Regions from separate parts of the Rattus norvegicus genome. Here region 2 is linked to region 1. A link is a contact called in public Hi-C data. All regions are on one chromosome and are shown on one strand. The core of a region is the stretch at or near the end of the contact, and the rest is flanking DNA. Distances in the headings are between cores, read along the strand shown.

Evidence for each region. Hi-C and Micro-C count contacts between places; a contact is called where the count stands out from the background.
Region 2: a Hi-C map of mammary epithelial cells shows a contact between it and region 1, with 6 times the contacts expected there. The contact joins the promoter of Adam12 here to the enhancer-like site in region 1. A contact is called at or near these places in 9 of 12 Hi-C or Micro-C datasets (the A7r5 cell line, the Rat2 cell line, frontal cortex and 5 more) and 1 of 1 datasets of contacts at active chromatin or transcription factors (oligodendrocytes).

What each region holds. Positions count from the first base shown.
Region 1 is chr1:198,075,936-198,083,442 of GRCr8, forward strand. It overlaps Fank1 (fibronectin type III and ankyrin repeat domains 1), which reads left to right. Exons shown (of 11, transcript NM_001008347.1): 2 at 1,005-1,182. Among named protein-coding and RNA genes, the nearest start is that of Fank1, 72 kb to the left of the region's middle. Within about 2 kb of position 4,371, at least 4 of the 93 cell types and tissues checked have an H3K27ac peak or open chromatin away from gene starts, as enhancers often do.
Region 2 is chr1:198,439,462-198,446,968 of GRCr8, forward strand. It overlaps Adam12 (ADAM metallopeptidase domain 12), which reads right to left and starts at 4,219. Exons shown (of 23, transcript NM_001427293.1): 1 at 3,910-4,219. The coding sequence starts at 4,000. LOC134483951 (a long non-coding RNA gene) reads left to right here and starts at 5,418. Exons shown (of 2, transcript XR_010061156.1): 1 at 5,418-5,550; 2 at 6,737-7,110.

The DNA.
Region 1 (7,507 bases), core at 3,121-5,620:
ATCATCCATCCATTCCCTTACCAAGGGCTCCCCTTTCCTCGTGAAAACTGCTCTGCTATGATGCAGTTCATGTCCTCATGTCTTTGTCTTCATCACTGTGGCAAAGATCACTACGATGAGTGACCTAGTGAGTAGGACACACATTTTACGTTTTACACACATTTACATCATGCAGCCCATAGTTGTCCTCAAACTCACCGTGGGACTGAAGGTGACCTTGACCTGGCTCTCCTGCCTCCACCTCATGAGTGCCGTGATTACATGTGTGGCACTCAAGTTTGGGCAATGTTGGGGATGGAGCCCTGGGCTCTATGCACACCAGGCAGGCACTCTGCCCTCCAAGCTACATCTCCACTGGCCACGTTTCTCTTCCCATATGCTTCCATAGTGCTCTCTGGCAAGGCTTTGGTTCCTACTTCTCCACAGCCAATGGCTGAGTGTGTCTCCTGATAGTGTCACTTGTAATCAAAACGAGGTCTCCTCAGTGTCTGACTGGACTCGGAGTGAGAGCTTGTTGCTGCTGATCTCTGTGACATCAGGTTGTGGGATGTTGTTCCATGTCCTCTTGGCTATTTGCTTGCTCCGTTTGGCACACAGCTTATCTTTTACCTGGGTCACGACTAGCCTGTTCTTGTTTAAATAGTGCTAATCATATGGAATAGACATCAAGCCTTTGTTGTCTGTTATAAATAAAATATTAGACCAAATATGGTGTTCATGTCTTGGCTCTCTCTGTGACCCAGTTCACCAAAAGATGATAGCAGCTCATGGAGTCTCATTCTTAAAGATTCAACTATTTGCTGGGCCACAGTAACCTGCCTCCTGGAAGGGTCATGGTGAATCGTAGTAGCAGTAGACCAGTTTAGTTGCCTTCGGGAGTGTCAAGGGGCTTACGTGCAGGTGTTCACCTTTACCTGAGTGTTCAATGTGTGGGAGTCAGCTGGGTTACTGGCAGCTCTGACCTTCTGGAAACAGGGCCCTGAACTCCATATTTCTTTTTTCAGAAATCGTGCCACTCCTAAGGCCCCATCCTCCTGTTGTGGGCAAGGTGACTCATCACAGCATCGAACTGTACTGGGATCTGGAAAAGAGAGAGAAACGGCAAGGACCACAGGAGCAGTGGCTTAGGTTCTCCATTGAAGAGGAGGACCCCAAGATGCACAACTACGGTGTCATTTACACGTAGGTACAGGCGCAGCTGCTCACACTTCTTTCTTTCTTCACTGTAGAATGGTTTCCTAGGTCACCAAGAACCCCCTGGCACCTCTGAGGTTAAGGGCTGAATCCATGGACTCTTGGTATGAGCATTAGTGGGACACACATTTTACAGGGTATCATGCAGCCCATAGTTGTCCTCAAACTCACTATGGAGCTGAAGGTGACCTTGACCTGGCTCTCCTGCCTCCACCTTGTGAGTGCTGTGATTACATGTGTGGCACTCAAGTTAGTGCAATGTTGGGGATAGTGGGAACGAACCCCTATAACTGAGAGCTTCTTTGACTCCAGAAGTAGGCTAGTGTATTTGCCTATGGCAACAATGCAGAGCTGGATAGACAAGTTAGCAGGTTGATGTGAGCTGTGGTTCCCATCGGGCTGTTCTGTGTGTGGATGCCAGGTGAAGCACCTCTAGTCCACACCAGCTGACTGCTCTAATCTCGTCTGACCTAGCTGTCCTCTTCTCAACTCTTTCTACCCAGAATGGCCTCCATTTCAGCCTGGAGGCCGGGTGTGCCTCACATCAGGGCCTTGCTTGTTAGTCTCTTGAGCATTTTCTTCTGATTTAATTGGCCACATCCTTCCCAGGATATGAACCCTAAATGAAGTTCCCTCCTCCATACTCCCTTCTTGCTCTAAAGGCCACAAAGTTTGCCAGTCCACACGCCCTGCCTGCAGCCTTACCTCAGATCCCCATTGAGGCGCTCACAAGTGCCGCGCTGGGGCCCTCCCATGTGGTGGCTTGTTCTATTGGGTCTCCCCACCAATATTTAGGCACAATGGGAGATGGGCCAGACTTCTGGCTTGTGCAGTACTCTGTCCCAGTTCCTAGACCACTGCTGGCAGGCTGCAGGCCCTTGCAGAGTTATGGCTTTTACACAAACAAAGTGCCATGGAAGGGGACTCCTTGTCTTCATGTTAGCACTGCCTTAACTTCCCTTGGCTGCTCAGCTCTTTGCAGTGTGGCCTTGCTTAGCCTTTGCTGTAGGTGCCACAAGGATTGGCACAGCAGAGCCTCCCCTACCGTTCACTGGTGCCCGGGACACAGTAGTGCAGTAAGTCACAGGCAGACACCGGCAATGACGCGGTCAGGATCTAGGATGCTTTGTCAGGTGCTTGTCTGGCCTTTCCTCCGGAGGCATTATACCCAAGTGCTGGTGTGGGGACGTGGGGACAGCCTGGATGGTGATGACGTGTATCTGGTCTCATGTCACACTGTCCCCTTCTTCCCTTCCCAGTGTTATTCTTCCCTCCACTCCACCCTTTAGTTGTTACCTAAGTAACATCCTGATATTTGAGAAGCATTTCTCTGTATTCAAACAGAAATAGCATTATCTGAAATATAGTTACCATATGAAAATAATTTTGGACCCTGAATCCCTGACTCAGTTAGGTTTCTATTGTGATAAGGACCATGGTCAAAAGCAACTTGGGGAGGAAGAGGCTTACTTCAGCTCACAGTTCCACACCACAGTCCATCATGGGGGAAGTCAGAGCAGGAACCTGGAGGCAGGAGCTGTTGCAGAGGTCATGGAGGGGAGGGGTGCTGCTTACAGGCTCGCTCCTCATGCTTGCTCTTCTTGCTTTCTTACACTCTCAGGACCACCTACCTAGGACTAGCACCGCCCACAGTGGGCATGGGCTCTTCTACATCAATCATTGATCAAAAAAACCAAACCAAACCAAACCAAAACCAACCAAATAAAATGCCCCATAGACTTTCCTGTAGGATATCTGGTCAAACATGTTCTCAACTGACTTGAGCTTATGTCAAATTGACAGAAAATAGCCATGGTTTTTAAAAATCATGTCACATGGTCTATTGTGAAGTCAATTTCCTTTTAAATGCATATATACATAATATAAAATGTATTTTGGGGATGGAGAGATGGCTCAGCGGTTAAGAGCACTGACTGCTCTTCCAGAGGTCCCGAGTTCAAATCCCAGCAACCACATGGTGGCTCATAACCATCTGTAATGAGATCTGACGCTCTCTTCTGGTGTGTCTGAAGACAGCTACAGTGTACTTACATATAATAAATAAACAAATCTTTAAAAAATGTATTTTGTGTGTGTGTGTGTGTGTGTGTGTGTGTGTGTGTGTGTGTATGTGTGTGTGTTTGTGCAGGTATACCTACCCATGGTGGCCAGAGGAGCATGTTGAGTGCCCTGCTTTTTCATTTTAGCCCCTATTCCATTGAAACAAGTTCCTTCATTGACAGCCAGCTTGCCCTCTGGCAATGACTGCCTGCTCACTGGCCAGCAAACCCCAACTGTCCTCCTGTCTTTCCCTACCCCAGTGCTGGCACTCCAGGTGTGTGGGGCCACAGCCAGCTTTCTAATGTAGGTGCTAGGGATCTGAACTCAGGTCCTGATGCTTTTATGACAAATGCTCTTTTCACCCACTGAACTGTCTTTCTCATCCTTAAATTATATTTTAAGTCTTTTTTTTAATGGAGGAAGAAAAAGACAGAGTCTTTAACTTGTCTGACTTGTGCATGGCCAGAGCCTGGGGAACTGTCCTGGCTATGTTCTTTTGCCACTTCTTGGCTTGCCTGCCCTCCCTCCCTTCTTTTTATACCAAGTGCCCAAGGTTTATTTAGAGAGACACCAGTCACACGCTCCAGCCTTCAGCTAACATAGGGTCTGCCTCATTCACCTTGACCCCAGAAACCTGGCTGTGGTCTGGCCAGAGAACAGTTTGGGTAGTGGTCTGCCATCCAGAGCTGGTGGCATCACCTGAACTGGCTCCAAGGGCTTTTTGGTGAAAGGTTTTATCCCTTGAAAAGTGTGCACTTGTATCTGCCCACTAGGTGGCAGGCTTGGACTGCAGCAGTCCTACCTCATTTGTCTCCTTCCGCACCTCATTCTATCATTAAAGCTGGCAGATGCCTTCCTTACTAAGATGGTTATCTAGTGCACACTGTGGCCTTGGGTGCTTCCTCCTGCCCTGGAAGTTTGGCTCTGGTCCATCAGCACACTGTAGTCTGCATCACTGGAGTGGTCTTTGGCTTGGGTTTCCCTTATAGTTCTCAGAAGTACAGTTACCTAGTTTTGTGGGTTTCCCCCTCTGCTCTCCTTCACAAGGCCAAGGCATTCTGCTCCATTTCTGTCTGTTTTCCTATGTGTCCTAGTCCCTGAACTGCCCAGGATTTGCTGGTGAGATGAGTCTCCTTGCTCTCTGCCTCTTCTTTCTACCCTGAAGACTGATTTTTTTTCTCTCTCTCTCATTTGTAATATCATCCTAAGTGGGTCTTCTTTGCATGGAGGATGAAGGCCATGCTCCCTAGGGTGTTGTTTCATCATGTTCCACATGTGTGCACAAATGTGCATGTATACACATTTGTGTTGTCTGTCTCTTTGTATGGTATACATGATGCATGTGTGTGTGTGCAGCTTGCTCACAGCTGCTTGATTACCTCTTATTTCAGAGCACAAACTTTCTCTGATGTAGGGGCTTCCTGTGTTTTGAATATGCCTTGGCATCCTCTCTGTGTGGTTCTTGTTCTCCCCCATCACTCTGTCCCCTCGTCCTGCCAATGTAACATTCCCCATCATCTGAAAGGCTCCCTTGCTGTCTTCCTGTTGCCCTTCCTTGCTGTGACAGTTGCCACCCTCTTATGCTTTTTATCCACATCTTCTTCATATATTACTGAGTGCCTATGACACTGCAAACACTGTTCCAAAAGCCAGAGATGTGACACTGGAGTCACATAGGAATTCCTCATATTGAGAACGCCTGATAAGTGAACATGCAAGTGAACATGCACAGGGTGTCAGGGTCCTAAGGAGGAAAGCATGGGGCAGGTTAGGGGTCTGGGACCTGGATTAAGGGCCTGAAGCAAGTGTGGGGTGGGACTTTCCAAGCCAAAGCAGTGCCAAACAGGGAAGGTCGTGGAGGATGTGGAGGAGTATTGGTGAGGTTGACAAGGTAGCAAGAGGTAACCAGGTGGCTGTGACTTACCCAGAGAGCACTGGCTTTTACTAGAAAGAGGTTGGGGGAAGCAAATAAAGTTGTTAATCCAGAAGAGGCAGGGTCTATACGGTCTATGATGGCCACTGTGACTGCCTAAGATGAGGCCGTGGGAGGAGGGGCAGTAGGCAGCAGAGAGGGTTAATCAGGAAGTTTGTGTGATAAATGAAGGGGGAGAGAGAGCAGGACAGTGTGTGAACTGGTTGAACACAGGATGCTTTTAATGGTAGATTTAAAGCATTTGCTAGTGGATCTAGGCTCAGGTCTGTGGTCCCAGGTGTTTGGGAGGCTGAGACAGGGGTGGGTGGTGGGTGAATGTGGGTTTCACTTGAGGCCAGGAGATGGGGACCAGCCTAGACAGAATTCCAAGGCTTTATCTCAAAATCCAAAACAGAATGCCTTAAAATTTGCCAGTGCATTAGACCTCTATTGAATGAATGTCAACAAGCAAGGGAGACTGTGTGTAGACTTGCATGTGTACATGAGCACTTACCACACACACTCTCACGGGCATGCCCACCCATCTCTTAGGGGACCAACCCTTCCCAAACCATAGTGAGGATGCTCACTTATCGATATAGTCTACCTCTTCCTAAGAATAACCTGATCCACCTTTATTTTCTGGATTATAATTTTCAGCCCATGTAGTATTTCAGGACATTTATTCTGCTTGTCTAGAGAGTTCACATTGTGGTGAGTGTATTTATGTTTTTTAAAATTCAAATGTTTTTCTTTATGCCATCAGAACCATTTTTTATTATCTCATATTAGTGTATAACCGACTGTGTGTCCATCTGTCTGTCTCTCAGCTGGCCTGTGATGGCCCTGGCCTCTGCTCCATGGACTTTGGCGGGTGCAGTAGTGCGTCTGTTGGCTGGAAGCTGGCATGTAGGACCCTTCCTAGACTTTTTTCTCTCCATCACTGCCTGCCACTGTCCACGGGCTCCATCTTGCCATGAGGCCTCTCTACAGCAGGGAATTCGAGTTTTCCATGGCGGCTAACTCCCAACGGCACCAGTGTGAAAGTGACAGGCTTCTCATCCCCCAACCTCAGCGTCACCGAGCTCCCTTCCTGCCACCGTCCTCCCATCCCAGGGCACAGGGTTAGACCCTTGCCTGTGTGTCTGCACTGACGGATGGGCTGGCCTTGCCAACCGTGCACCTTCTTTGAGTGAAGAGGGGTGGCTTTACAAATAAAGGATACCAGAATGGAGCTGAATTTGACAACAGAAGGCAGGGAACAGGGCCTGATGTTAGAGAGGTCTAATGCTCAGATTATTATTATTTTTGGCTCTGTTGGGTTTTGGTGCCTGAAGTAATTTGTGGTGCAAGTTACTAATTTCTCCTGGAATCTCAATGTTGGAGGAGCACCAAGGAGAAAGGGTTTTGGTAAACGTGGAGTTGGGTGATGTAGCTGGATCTCATTGGAGCATCTTTCCTCGAATGCCTGGATCTGACATACCCTGTGTACATTCTGCTTGAGCCTTTCATCCTGGGGCTGACCTTTGAACCTTACGTTTCATTCTGACATTTCTTGTCTGTCATAGAAGTCAGAGAGACCTTCCTGGCAGTACACCATGCAACCCTCTCTTCTTCCACCCATCATTCCCCATGCAGGGGAATAAGCTCAGGAGGAAATCAGACTATAGACTCTGGATGGGATGGGGACAGGAAGGGCTTCACCCAGGGTCAGGGCAGCTCTGTTCTGTAGCTACCCCTCTAATGCCACACCTTGGAAAAGAGACTGATTTTTCTAGTGGGCTTTGGGGATGAATAAATGAGGCCTTGAGTAACAGCTGAGGACTGTATTTATTCTGCAGCCATGTGTGTCCAGGCAAGCTTCTCTCAGCCACGATACTGACTCCAGGAGATAAGGCCTGCAGGATGGTGAATGATTTAACTCAGTCTTGAACTCATCTGGGGCTGCCTGGCCCAACACCTTGCAACAAATGGGCATGGGATAAGTTTGAATTGTACAGAACTTAACTTGTGTGTAAATATTTAGGTTGGACACAAACATCCTTGTACAGTTTGCATAGTAATGTATGGCTTTGGCCTCTGCAGAAGCTCTGCTGAGGAGGAGAGAAAGGACAGCAAGCAGTGGTAAGCTTGCATGCATGGAGTCATGGGAAGTATACTGAAGGGAAAAAAGCAAGAGAGCAGTGAAGTGGAGAGAAAAAGAATTAGAGATAGTGTGATGCCTCATCCAAGGTCAAGCCTTTGAAGCACAAGCAAAGACAAACTTAGTTAGATACAGCATTGAAATAGGGACACTTGGGATCTACTCAAAGCCCAGGAAAGACTTCTGGTAGGAGAATG
Region 2 (7,507 bases), core at 2,969-5,468, 360 kb after region 1:
GGACAGAAAGACTAGAATGCTGACCATGCATGCATATATATACAGGTATATGCACACATATAGGTACTGTATCTTATCCGTACACACAGGGGTGTGTGTGTTTGCTCACGTGCGCACTGATGCATGCACATAAATGAGTGTGAACGAGAGAGGAGTGGGAGAAAGGGAGAGGAAGAGAGCAGAAAAGGAGGAGGGAAGGGGGACAGAAGGAGTGGGAAGGAAGAAGGGAGGGAGAGCGTCATTTCTATGGGGAGAAATGTGCTCAGCTTCTTTAGATTACTTAGCCTCAGTTCCTCCAAAAAAATGAAAAAAATGTTTCCACAAGGAAAGAATAGAAGCCAAATAGAGCCAAATGACAATGGAAGGGATGAAATGTTTGCATGTTAAGTATGATTTTATACACATAGACACCCACCTCTGTGTGTGTGTGTGTGTGCACATGCATGTGCGTGTGTGCATGCATGTGTATGAAGGGTACAGCTGACACAAGCTTTCCTATTAAACTCTGGCTTATTTTTTCTTTTTTGAGGAGCCTGTGTGCACAGCTACACATGTCTTCCAGAGTCCTGTGCAGCTAACCATGTCCTGGGTCATAAGCTGTCAATGAGATCTGCTAAATGCTTATAAAAATATTATTTTCCTTTAAAAAAAAAAGAGGGAATTGTAGGCCTTCAGCCTTTGCCTTTTTAGTTCCACTGCTGCCTAGAATGCAGGTAAGAGAATAGGGGTGCATCAGCCAGCGTGAGACAAGGCCGAAAAGGTAAGAGTGGACATCAGCATCTAAGGATGACAGATGCTGAGGAAGTGCAATGTTCCTGACTGACTCAGATGCACGGAGGATGTGTGTGGTGTTCCTGACTGACTCATGCAGAGGATGAGTATCCCTGACTAGATCACTGGCCTGCAACACCTGTGAAATCACTCCTACACAGTTCACTTCACAGTGGCTTTCCATGTTAAAAAAACACACACAAAACAAAAAACACAAGGACAACAACAAAAACTCTGCCACGATTGTGTTTCCTGTTGTTTGTAACTAAAGGCAGCCTTCGTGCATTCGCAAGTCATCCAAGAACTATCTTGGGCTGGAGAGATGGCTCAGTGGTTAAGATCACTAACTGTTCTAGTAGATTCAGGCTCAGTACCAGGCATCTACAGGAGCACTCTCTAGATTCTAGATTCTAGGATTCATCTCTAGAATCCAGTTCCAGGGGATCTTGTTCCCTCTTTTGGCCTCCACAGGCGTAAGGCATGCAGGCTCGTAGGGTAGACACACACACAAGCAAAATACCCATACACATAAAATACTTTTCAAAATGTGAATCACCCAGATACTCTTTCTCAGAAGTTTCTGGAATGTGCATATCATAAAAACACAAAAACTAAGAAAGAAAGGAAGAAAGAAAACGTTATTTGCTCAGACGTGAGGCCATACAGGATGTGAGAGAACTTTCCAGGCTCCTGAAGTAATTGCTGAGGCAGTCACGTTCCTAAAGAAGAACCAGTCTGAGGGGCCAGGGAGCTCGCTCAATCTAGAAATTGCTTGCTGTGGAAACATGAGGACCTGAGTTCAATTTCCCAAAAAATTCACACAAAAAGTCAGGCTTGGCGGGGTACACACTTATAATCCCAAGGCTAAGAGGCAGAGAAATGGGTAGCTCCCCAGGGCTTACCAGTCAGCCAGCCACATGTACTTGATGAATTCCAGCCAGTGACCATCTCTGGCTGTTTATAAAAGGTGGGTGGGACCTAAGGAATGACACTAGAGATTGTCACCTGTCCTCTACCTGCTTCTGCACACCCATAAACCCTCATACACATCCATGAACAGAGAGTAACAGGAGAGTTCTGGGAAAGGCAATTCCCAGGGTCTGGTTGAGGATGGACAGCAACCACACTGGCTGCTGGGCTGGAGAGAACACCATGTGAAGACAAGAAGAACACCACGTGTACAACTCACGAGCTGCTGGGATACAAGTGAACTTCTGCTGAGGGACATGCTGATGGCAGCCTGGTTGGGAAGGTGCACTGAAACAGAAGGAAGGAGCTGGGGAGATCGGAATATACCCATGTTGTGAAAGGGAGACTCGGGGATTAAGTGTCAGCAAGAGGCATCCGGAGGAAGCAACAGATGTCGTTCTTGCAGCAGGGGAGATTGCTGGGGGTGCGGGGCTTGGGATCTGGGACTCTGTTTCAGACTTGTTTGTGCTGAGCCGTGCTGGAGCTCGGAGCAATGAACGAGGCTACAGTCAAACTCAAGATATACTCAGCCCTCGACAAGTAATGATTCCCATCATCTGCCAAAATGAGCAAATGCTTCGTGTGCTTTAAACATCCTCGATGACGAGACTTGGGGAATGGACTGAGAATCTAAGTGTAAACACACCATGGACTTGGAATATTAATATTAATATTAGACAATACTTAAACCACTACAAGCATGCTAGCCTGCTTTGCTGAAGATGTCTCCCCCATCCTAAGGCAAGACTCTGTCTACAGAGGCTACAGCCTCCCTCCCAGTGAAGGAACTCCCCGCTATTAGCTTTATTTAATAAACAATGACCTCTAAAATATATCAGCTGTGCCCGGACTTCTGTTTGTGTGTGTGGAGCATATGCCAAGTTCACGGCCAACTCAGGCATACTTTGAACCTCACAGGTTTACATGTTTCTAAGTGCACTTGCTGAACAACCTTCCAAGGAATCAGTTTGTACAGAACTCTCTCAAAAACACCTTAGACTGCGGTTTTCATCTGCAGGTCCCAGAGTTCGCTAAATAGGCTTCGGTGTTGTAGCCTTTTTCACTGATGTGCAACCGTCTAATTCAATCACCAATTTGCCAGGTTGATCTATTTTGCTGTGTCGGTATTTATGGGAGCTAGAATTTGGTTACGTTATGGTAAGACATGCTGGAGGGTCGAGGGTGACAGTGACAATTAAGAAATAAAATGTTTCTTGTTGGAAACAGTTGATGAAGGAGGGCTAGCTAGTTGTCGGAAACTAAACGCCTGATTACCTAGAATCACGGAAATGAGAGTTGGAGGTCAGGGCGAATCATTCATTGGTGAACAGCGCCCCTAGTGGCTAAAGGGGGCCGGCAGCGAGGGTGACCGGGGAAGCTCCGGAATTTTAAAAAGGCACCTGCTGTGAGTTCTCATTATAGGAACAGGGTCCACAGGTGCCCCGGCTTTAGGAAGATTCAACTCCGGAAAATACAAGTCTGTAAAAACTCCTTTAATGTATACACTTTCGTTAAACTCTGAAGTGGGTTCTCGTGCTACACAAGGTCTTGGTGTAAGCCCTTATTTGCTAACGATGAGCAAGAGAGGAGTTCTGTTAAAGTTTGATCCTTACTGACAATTAGGGAGGGAAGCCAGAAATCTCCAGATGAAACAAAAAAAGAGTAAAGAGCGCCGCGGGTACACCTGTGATGGGGGCGGGGCGCGTCCTCTGCGTCTCCCGGCTGTGTCAGAGTGGGGGGTGGAAAGGAAACTTCGTGGGGAGTTGACTCCGAAGCTGGTGAAGGAACTCACTACCCCACTGGATCAGTAAAACGACCCCACGCACACCCTCCCAGGAGACACGTGTAACTGTCAAGACACTAAGAGCCTTAGGAGCAAATGTCACTCCAAGAGGCGAGGCTATGCCTTTTCATTCAGACACTAGCAGCTTCAAGGTCCGCGAGCAAAACGTCTTCTTCCCCTGTGCCACCCCAACCCCCGGAGTGGGCACCTGGCAGGGGTAACCAGTGTCGGAGCGCCGGGAGCCTGAGCGGGGATGGAGGAGGGGTTCCTCAGATGCGCCCTGGTGCGTCTCCTCTCCTTGCCGCTGTGGCACTTGCGGAGACCCCGGCTTGTCGCGAGGTGGCTGAGATGGGACGCGCAGGCAGCCGCCTGTGCGGGTGACTTACCTCGGGCTGCACGGGGCGCCAGCAGGGCCCCAGCCAGGGCCAGCAGGAGGGCGCGGGCGGGGGGCGCGCGCCGCGCCGGGCGCTCTGCCATTGTCGCCGGCCTGGCGTGCAGCTGCTTCAGGGGCCCCGCGACCAGCGCTGCAGCATCCCACGCGGGCGCCGAGCCGGTGGACGTCCTACTGCCCCGAGTCTGCCACGACCCCCTCGCGCAGCGCCCGGGTCGCGGAGCAGCAAGTCTAGCCTTTCATTTTTCAAAAAAAAACTTTCTCCCCTCCCCGAGTGTGTGCGTGCGCGCGCGCGCTACTCTGGCACGAGCCGCCCTTGACCGTTGCAATAAATGAGCAGCCTGTCCGAGTTGGCGCCGGGGACCAGCGATCTGAGGGCGGGTCTGTGCAATGGATCCGCGGCCAGCAGTCGCCGTTCTCATTACCACGGAACAAATTAGCGTCTCCCCCGCACCCCGCCCGCCTGCGGCGTCCCGCGGGTCCTAGAGACCGCTCTGGGGTCCCCCACCGCCCGGGTCCTATCCACTCTCCGGGGTGGCTAGATGCAGGATGCCCCCAGACCCCTTGTGTGGGACGCCGCGTAGACCCGGCTTCGTGGCGCAAAGGCGCGAGAACGCACACTTCCCAGCCTCAGGATGATGTGGCCACGGGGCCCTGGGCGCCGGCAGCCAAGAGCACACGCGGCGCCGGGGTCCAGCTTTCCAGACTGAGGCTGGAAAGGATGACTGGGCTGCTAGCTGCTGGCTAGCTGGGTATCGGCGGGACCTGAGGAACAGGTCTGGGATGTGGTCCACAACCAGGCAGCCTGTGGCTGCCGCGTCCCAAACCACCAAACTAGTACCTCACACCTAAGGAATAAGATTGCATTTATAGTAGCAGACACTTGGGCACAGCGTTTTTTGGTGTGGTGCTCTGTTTTTGAGACTGATAGATTGGCCAAAGTTTCCTTTCAGTTGTCTAGACCCAGGAAAAGGGTCCAGATACATTCCAAACTTCACCAGTCTTATGCTTGGCTGGTTAGAGATGCAAATTGCAGCCTGGCTTGTTGATTAGTGCTCTTAATCCTAACATTTGATGGGCCGAGACAGGAGAGTTACTGCAAGTTTGAGGCTAACAAGGGGCTACACAGTGAGTTCTGGGCCAATCTGGACTACAAAGTGAGGTTCTGCCTCAACAACAAAAAAAGATGGTGGGCAAGGCCTGACTGGAGAGAAGTATCAGTTGCCAGGCATTCTCCTACATCTGTGGAATGAGCTGTTCTTCAGGAGCACAGCTAGGCAAGCACCAGTAAGAGAATGGAGGGCCTCATCTCAGGGTTGTAGTTGTGTCCTCTCTCTGCCTTCTCCTCATCAACCCCTCAGATTTCCTAAAAGGACTCTGGGTTCCTTAGAACCAAGTAAGAAGCAGCAGGGGCCAGACAGACAGAGCAGCAACACATCTGGAGAATAACAGCCACTGTGGTCCCTAACATGGGAATTTCTTAGAACTTGTAAGGGTTCAAGACCTCCATCCAGGCCAATGAATTCAGAACCCATCTTGGACCTGGCAGTTTTCAAAGCCTCAGTTGATAACACTGCGGCTGAACAGAGATTCTGTTCTGATCCTACGACTTGCCCTCTTCTGGAATAGGTCCACGGTAAGAGGAGAGTGGGATTGGGGAAGGCTGGGTTCTTGACCACCTCCCTGGAAAGTAGCCTTACCAGCTGCCTCTCACCAGCAGTGGTCTGCAGCAGTCTCTCACTTCAAAAGAATGACATAGGACCTTAAAAGTGAGAGGCTTCATACTAGAGTCAGAACAGGTACCCTTTGAAGTCATCCCAGCTGGTAGCCACCCTTGCTTGTACATCGTCCTGGTGTTTAGTCAATCAGAATTAACAATGTTCCATTAGGGGCTTGAGAAATCAAGCTGTAGAGAAATGTCTCTCACCTTCAAAGGCTCGTCTATCTTTTTGTTCTTTTCTGGGCAGGGTCTCTCTATGTAGCCCCACTGTTGTCCTAGAACCCACTGTGCAGACCACACTGACTTTAAACTCACCAGGACGTGCCTACTTCTGTCTTCCTTGTGCCACCACCCACAACGGGCAGGCTTTTCAGTCTTAGAGAACAAGCCAGTAAACCGCCATGATTGGGCAGTGTGTGCCCGATAACCCAGTCAACAGCAGCCAGGTTTGCTTGCTTATCACATTATAATGTATGACATATGGTCTTCACGTGATGTGTGATAAAGGCTATCACCTACATCATTTCCCTTTAATGTATAGACAAACAAAATACAGCACACAGAGGAGCTAAGTGGCTTTCCAATAGCCATACAGTCACGAGCCCAGCTTCAGACCTGTCTTAGGAGCAGTGTATGTTTGACCCTGAGATGAAACCTGGCCTCTTAGCGTCTGCTAAGTCACGCCTCTAAGGAGGAACTGAACTGAGGCCCTGGTGCAGGGTCTTCCCACCCACGTGCTCCTCCAGGGTGCTCAGTAAAGATGTTGGGGATTCTGTATCCGGGCTCTGCTGGGGGAGAGAGGTCCAAAAGGACAAGCTCAGAGAGTTCTGAGCTTAGTTAATTCCAAGACTGCTGAGAGAGATGTGTGAGAGAGACGAAAAGCAAAAGGCTTGGGAATGATTTCCTTCGAGGTCACCAGGACAGAATGGCTTTAGGATGGGCATAGCTGTTAGCCCAAACCACGGATAAAGAAATGGTTTATTCATACATTCTAGGGCTTTCTATGCTCTCTTAATATCCGCTTCTCTTCCATATTTATTACTCAGCTACTGCTCTTTACTGTACAAAATAATAATAATAAACTTATTTTTTTTAAGCGTAGAAATTGCAAAGCTGTCTTCAAGAGGCCAAATGTGCCCCAAGACTATCTTTGGTGTTTGACTGAATGAAACCAAACAGCCACTTGCAGAAAAAAAGAAAGAAAACACCAGCCAGGAGCCCTGTCTTCCCAGCCTTCCGATTCGCTGTGGCTGTGAAGCTTGGGCCTAGCTACCACTCCATAAAAACTTCACGTCCGTCAACCGCAGGCAGCTAGGCAGAGAGCAAAGCTGGCGTCCGGCAGATGGTCTGCCTTTGGATGGGAATTCTGCCTCCTCGTTCACAGGAAATGAAAGCCGACATGGCATTCAATACTGGATTGTTAGGTAATGGTGTGAGGTCAGAGGCCAGGATCTGCTCATTAAAATTTCAGATAGATGGCTGCTTGTCCCTTCCTTTCTAGAAGAATTGACCTTTGCAGTACTGTTTCCTGTGTGCTATTTTTGTGTAACAGCCTGGGCATTCACAATGAACAGGGGGGCACTTATTTCTTACCCAAGCTTGTGTTTAGCTCTATTCCCATTGAGTACGAGCAGAGGAAACACAGAGGCAAATTTTCCTCGGCTGAGATTTTGCAGGCAGCCTCTCCAGTGTGGGCAGCTTGACCTATTGATGGAACTTGAGACAGCTCACAAAACAGCTTTTCTCTCTCCCAGCACAGTTCCCAGGGCTTGCTGCAAAAGTAAACAAACACAATGGCCCCACGATGGAGATTCTTGGAAATCTTGTTAATTCCATCTCTTAAACTGAAATTCCTGCTCCCTCTCAGCCTGGA